2 separate regions of the Gossypium hirsutum genome follow, and region 1 is linked to region 2. A link is a contact called in public Hi-C data. All regions are on one chromosome and are shown on one strand. The core of a region is the stretch at or near the end of the contact, and the rest is flanking DNA. Distances in the headings are between cores, read along the strand shown.

Region 1 (3,506 bases), core at 892-3,391, 150 kb after region 2:
GCAGTTTTAATTTTTTTATTTACTCATTGCTTTTAAGAATTTTTAATTTGGTGTACATCTTAAATGGTTCTTTTTAATTATTAATACTTTTGAATGTATATGGTGAAGATTTAATTTGTCGTATAATTATTTTAGTTGTGTCTATTTAAATGTCTCTTTCCGGATAGATTAATTGTACAATAATTGGTAATTAATTTTTCAAAACTTCATCTTCTATGCTTAAATTTCATATTAACATATAAATTCGACATTAACCGAAATTAAAATTATTGTATAATTGATCTTTATTAGACACAACTAAAATTATTATTCAACAAATTGAATATTCACCATATATGTACAAAAGCATTAAATTAAATTAAAAATATTAGAAATATAAGGACTAAATAAAAAATATTAAAATTACGAATTAAGGTTAAAATTAAAATAAATTTTAAAATGAAGTACCTAAATAAAAAATTTTATCTCAAACTACAGAATAGTAACTTCCATCCCCATCAACGTGAATTACAAAGTTTACAAAGATTTTAGGGTTTAGAATGTACGTCTTTTCTTTTCTTTTATTCTTTCAATAATCATTTGATAATGATTAGTTTGTATTTTGGGTAATATCACTTGTGACACTGAAAATTATTGTAACATAAGCATTATTTTGATAAAGAATTTGTCATTTTGGAATTTAATTTAATTTTTATATTATTTTAATAAAAAGCCCTTTATTAATTTATTTTTATTTGTTACAAACCCTATTCTAACAAAGGAAAGCACAACCTATTGCTAGATATTTTTCCACCATTAATTCGTAGAAAAGGCAATTTGAGTGAAGCTTTCACCTAATGTTTTGCCGGTCCTCGATACTGAAGCAATAATCTTTGAACATACATGGAAATTAAAGAGTAAGAACTCATCCAAATTCAATGCCAATAGTTCAAACCACTAGTTTAGCTACAATCATGTCCAACAAGCAAGTGCTCTACAAATCAAAGATTGCCCGAGAGATTATTAGCCTCCATATATTATTTCGTTCGTCAAAAACTTATGCCAAACGTCAGTACAGGAATTACCCAGGTACTGGAACCTCGCTAGCTGAGAGGTAGCAGTAGAAACTCCAGGTACTGAATAAATGGCTTTAGAATTCTCCACTATGTATGATCCTTCTGCAGTGAATGTCTGCTCAAATATGCTTTGAAGTCCTCCATATGCTTTGAATGAACAATTAGTTTGGCTTTCGTCAATTTTCATTGCAGGGTTTGAGCTTGATAAAGGCAGCTGGATTGCACCAGAGGTTTCTACATTTGATTCTTTTATAGCGATGGCAGGTGGGAGAGCAATTTCGGGTGAGCTTTCCTGTTCGGTTTCAACATTGGGTATCTGGAAAGGTCCACTTTTCGGCACTAAGTTGTGTCTCAAACGCTTGCTTAAGCGTGTATGCCAATAATTTTTAATCTCATTATCAGTTCTTCCAGGCAACCTTGATGCAATCACTGACCATCTGCATAATTTGATCGAATAATATTAAATTTGATGTTATGCTCCAAAAGCATATCAGTTGCATAGCCATCATCAACATTCACAGGGATTATTTTGTTGAGTATTAACAGCCTTCAGCGCTTACCGATTTCCAAGCCTTTCATGCAAATCAAGTATGGTTTCCTCTTCTTCCCTTGTGAAATTTCCACGCTTAATTCCAGGCCTTAGATAATTCATCCAACGGAGTCTGCAACTCTTCCCGGACCTTTGCAATCCTACAAGAACAAATATAAAAGACTCAATAAAAGTGTAACTCAGAAGCCAAAAACCTCGAGTATTTCTCGATGATATTGGTTATTGTGGACCTGCTGCTTTGGCCATTGCTGTCCAATTCCAGATACCATATCTAGTAACATAAGCTATTAATTTGTGGTCTTCTTCGGAACTCCATGGACCTTTCCTCAGAGTTGTCTTTTCGTCAGACTTTGCCATCTCTGCAAAAAGTAAATGAAGCAGACTTTTAAGTTTTATGCAAAAAGCAAAACGTTTTATACAAAAGATTTTATGCCAGTTTATGTTATGATTCTATGGAAAAACGTGTTTGAATGTCCCCAATTTTTCCAATAATATGACAATTAACATGGCAAACTTTTATTTCAAAAAGGATACCTCGTGGAACATCCATTAGTAGAGTATGTTTTTACAGTGGTTATATACATAGGTTGACACATATTAGTTGACTACGTTCGTTGTCAAGAAAATGGTTAAAAGAAGAGCTCTTATGTAAGGCAGCTGATGTGTTGTGGCTTAGGTCATCACTGGGCAGCGTTTCCCACATGAAATATGAATGAAAATAAAGCAGATAGTACAAAATTAGTCAATGGTTAACCACTACCGTAAGAAAAATCAAGACATGATAAAGCGTGGACCACGTTTCAACTTTGATCTATTTTTTAAGGTTTTTCAAAACGAAAAGGAATGGCAAAAATCAACATTCAGTCAAAAGACACAGCTTTGATTAGGGCAATAATATTGAAAAGACAGCCAGGTATAAACAAATTTAAAATAAATAGATGAATAAAACTATGGGCATTTGAGTTACATTTTTATGGATTATTCACTAACTTGCAAGTTTCCGAGACAATAGGAAATTCATATTTGAAGGAAGATACATGGCGATGCTGACGACAAGAAAGGGTGTGTAACACGTGTAGATCAATGATGATTTTTTTTTTCATTCAACATGAAATTATTGTAATTTTGTCATTTAATTTTTAAGATATTTTTATTTTAGTCACCGTTATTTATCGACGGTTAATTTTACAAGTCATATTATATCTACACTTTCATTTTAATCTCTCAACTTTTAGATCAATTTTATTTTAGTCACCCAAAAATCTTTTCTTAAATATAGGTCACGGTAAAAAAAACATTAAGGATTAAAGTGAAAAAACGATATAAACTAAAATAACGCATTAAAATTTATTAAATTCTACTTTTTTATCCCATTGTCGAAAATTTTAAATTTCTAATTTTCAATATCAAAATTTTAAATTTCAAAACATAAAAGTCAATTAAATAAATTATTGAAATTTCTTATCCCTGATAATGTCAAACAACTATAAATTGAAATAAATTAATTTACTTAATTTAATCTCTTAAATTTTAAAATTTTATTTTATATTTCCAAATTATCCGAAATCAATCCAATTAACGTATATGTAATAAGTGTCTATGAAACTTAAATTCCTTTTGATTCTATAATATTGAATCTTACATGCAAAGCTAAACGTAAAGGAAAAAATCATTGCAATTAACTAAAAATTAATTACTTTTCTTCATTTGGGTAAAGAACATAATGAAAAATTCTAGATTTTATTTGGCATGAAAGATAAAGTAAATTAATTGCAAGGAATTTCTTTGCTTTAGCTTAACATGGAATATTCAAGATCATATAATCAAAATAAATTTAGGTTTCGTAGAAAATTATTAAAGATGAATTATTTGAGTTTATTTTTATTTGAAAACATAAAAAA
Region 2 (3,877 bases), core at 1,063-3,562:
TAGAATAAGGTTTTTTAAACCTTATTAAACTCTATCTATTTTATATTGATTAGAATATGGTGTTTTAATCTTACTAGAATATGGCTTTACAAGCCTATAAATAGTCACAATCTATTCCTCTTGTAATCATTCGAATTCGACATAGTAAATTTTCTTCTCCTTTGCCCGTGATTTTTTTCTCGAAGGGTTTCCACGTAAAATCTATGTTTTCTTTATTTTATTTAATTTTATTTTCACAATAACAAAATATCCCCACTTCGTTGCTTAGTAACACATCCAAATGTTTTTTGTTTAACTAATTTAAAACTTTAATTTTAGGAGGAATTAATATTTCATGGGGAGAAAGAGGACTATTTTTTATTGTTATTGTGGGCTTCAATTGTATGAAGTAGTAGTAGAGCTAGAAATTTTTTTTTAGTGCCGGAATTAAATTATATATTATTTACAATAATAAAAATATAAATTTATCATTTTAATAGCGTATATTTTTATATGTTTTAAATGATTAAACTAAATTTTTATTATTTTGGAGGTCAAATTGTAAGTTTTATTATTATTAATTTAAAATTTTATAAATAATAAAGGGCTTAAATTTTTTTTTCCATTTTAAGGATGGTGCTAGCAATTTGCTCCTCCACTGATATGAAGCATTAAAAAGGATATGAAACATTGCAAAATCACTTGAGTTACCTAAAGTTTGAAAACCTGAATGTGAACTTGAAATGCAATTGAATCCATATGCCTTGAATTTCAAGTTGTTAGGTTGACAAAACATTAGTAAATTTACTAGTAATTCCTTCCTACCTTCTTATATTACCTTTTGCACAGTTTGAGTCAAGAAATGTGACGCAATGATATCTTTGTTTTCTATGAAAGAAAATGGCTCATAAATAACAAATGAAAGTGAATACCTTTTTCTTATACAAGTTAGGAGAATAGAGTTTATAAGTAGGGAAGTAAAACACAATTTGATTAGAAAGAATTAAAAAAAATTTAAATTTCGAGTTAATCGAATTGAGTTATTCAATTTTTTTCGAGTCTACATGAATAAATAATTCGATGTTCGAGTTCGAGTTGAGTTAAATTTTACCATTCTTAAATTTTACCATTCAAATAACTCGAATAATTTGAATAAAAAATTGATGTAAACAGTCTTTGTTAGTTTTTGAAAATGAGCAAATCGGCCTCTCTTACCAAAAATTACAAAAAAAAATTTAAAATAAATTTTAAAATTCTAAATATTTATAAAATTGCAAAATGTATATTTTTTCAACAATTATAAAAATCTAAAGAATATATAAAGAAAGTTAAAAATTTTAAAATTTTCTAAAATAATAAGTTTGGGACCTAAATAAGTTAATTAATGATTCAAGCATACTAAAATATCTTTTTTTTCTCTTATTTTTCTTTGAAATTTTTTAAATATATATGATTTCAAATTTATTTACTCTAACATGGAATTAGTTATATTGTATTGAGATTTTAATTCAAAATGTTTAATTTTTTAATTTAACTCGAATAATTTCACTTGATTCGATTAGAAAAAAAAAATTCAAATTGAGTTAGGATAATAAAAAAAGGACCCACCAACTCAATTTTTTTTACTCAATTCGATCAAACACTCACCCCTATTTATAAGCACAAGTTAAAATAGTAAATTTTATCTCAATCAACTTGAAATTTACTATCCAACCATTGAATATTTGAATTTTTGTTTAATCAATTTATGCAATTATTTAAAAAACAATTATATCTAATAAATATTTGAAACTCAATATTTACCTCGATAGGTTATCTTTTAGAAAATTAAAAATTAAATAGGTAAGGAAGAGACGGTGAGGTTTGTTAAAGAAAATGAAAGAAATTAAATAAAAAAAGGTACCCGAAGTCAATCTACCTAAATTTGACTTGGAGAAAAGAAACCTTGGGTCTTAAGACATTGAAAATTGGATTATTGTCCTGCTCACTTTAGTAGAGAATTTTTTTTTCTAGAATGACATGGTAAAATAATAAAATAATTAAAATAATTATATATATGATAAAATCCTAAAAAAATTTATGAATTTTTTTATTCTTATTAATATTAGATGAACTATTTATTCTTAAAAACTTGTTATAAAAGGGAAAAGAAAAACAAGAAAGGAGTTTGTGGAATGTGATTAAATTAAAGAGGGTCTTATTCCATGATCAAAAGCAAAATTAAAAAAGGAAAAGTAATTTCTTTTAAAGAAGGAAAAAAAATAAATAATAGTTTGTTGGATATTAAGCGGTGAATTATTTAAGCGGCACCTTCTTTAAAATGGACCGGCGCTTATCGCGGAACGAAGAAAAGGAAATATACTGCGCCAAACTGTCTTCTTTCTTTCTACTGCTTTGTGAGCTCTGCTTGGGACCACTTTTCTCCTTTTGCTTTGCATACTAAACTATATACATACATGTGTTCAAAGAAGAATGGCACTTTTATCCATTTCTCCAACAATATTAGCTTTTCAAAAGTATAACCTTCTACCTTCAAATTAGATTATTATTATTATAAATATCATGTTCATGATACTAATTCAGTTTCTCGAGTAGCAATGGCATATTCTAATTAAAGTTAAACAAGGCAGCTTTGTGAGACCCAGAAACAAAAGTCACAAGTGAAGTTGAAGATCCGACTTGGTTTTTTCAGCTCTCTTCTTCTCTTTTTCAACATTATTATAACTCTATTCTTTTGCAAACTCACTCTCACTCTCTCCCCATTCTTCTCTTAAGAAAAAAAATTATGGATTGCTTTGATCTTGAGAACCCATTCACCAGCTTGGACAATCAAGAATCTGATATAATCTCAGCTCTCTTCTCTTCAGAATCTGATCACATGCCTTCCCACAACTACTTTCTAAGTTTAAAGAGCAATGACTTGTTTGTTTCTTTTCGACAGGAAGCCATTTCTCTCATTTTGAGGGTACCCATATCTATTTTCACTATTCACTACTGTTCTTTTCCTTCCATTTCATTTTAATACATGGTTTACTGTTCTTGTCTTTTATAACTTGTTTTAATTGGTCAGGCACAGTATTCATGTAACATTGATCCTTACACAACATACCTGGCTACTAACTACATGGACCGGTTCGTCTCCAGGCAAGAAATTCCTGTATGTAGGCAAGATGAAGAGTGTTGTTTTCTTGGTAACCAAACAAAGTATTTTTTATAACAACTTGAATACTGTAACAGCAAGGTAATCCATGGGTGTTGAGGCTTCTTGTGATCGCTACCATTTCTTTGGCTTCAAAGATGAAGGAACAACACTTCTCTTCCTCCAATTTCCAGGTTAATTAAACATCTCATCTTAATTTGAAATTTTTTTTTTTACCTTCATGCGAAGACTAATACAAATGAAACAGAGAGACGAAGGGTTCATCTTTGATGCCCCCGCAATTCAACGAATGGAGCTTCTGATACTTGATGCCTTGAATTGGAGAATGAGATCAGTAACACCCTTGTCGTTTATCTGCTTCTTCATATCTTTGTTTGAACTTAAAGATCCACCTTTGAGACAAGCATTGAAAGATAGAGCAACAAACATAATCTTCCAAGCTTGTAATGGTAATTAAACAGAACATAGTAACATGTCCGTTATGTCTTTTATCGGAAAACAGCTTGAACATGTCTGTTATGTTATTTGTTGCAGAAATCAAACTGCTAGAGTTCAAACCATCAATAATTGCAGCATCAGCTCTTCTTATGGCATCCCATGAGCTATTCCCTTTGCAGTTTCCATCTTTTGAAACCTCGATTTTGAGCTGTCGACATGTTAATAAAGTAAGGAACTGGAACTATAAAACATTATTGAAGGTCATTTTCTTTTCAATTACTTTAGGTTAATGAATTAAAT

The links. A called contact is a pair of places that touch in the nucleus more often than the background predicts.
Region 1: a Hi-C map of leaf shows a contact between it and region 2, with 2.1 times the contacts expected there. The contact joins the promoter of LOC107963480 here to the promoter of LOC107962239 in region 2. A contact is called at or near these places in 2 of 34 Hi-C or Micro-C datasets (callus and leaf).

The regions. Positions count from the first base shown.
Region 1 is chrA06:94,991,421-94,994,926 of Gossypium_hirsutum_v2.1, forward strand. LOC107963480 (transcription factor MYB4) reads right to left here and starts at 2,142. Exons shown (of 3, transcript XM_016899983.2): 1 at 1,836-2,142; 2 at 1,616-1,745; 3 at 914-1,492. The coding sequence starts at 1,962. The coding sequence ends at 1,003.
Region 2 is chrA06:94,838,096-94,841,972 of Gossypium_hirsutum_v2.1, forward strand. It overlaps LOC107962239 (putative cyclin-D6-1), which reads left to right and starts at 2,313. Exons shown (of 6, transcript XM_016898557.2): 1 at 2,313-2,944; 2 at 3,050-3,136; 3 at 3,217-3,312; 4 at 3,387-3,588; 5 at 3,674-3,804. The coding sequence starts at 2,765.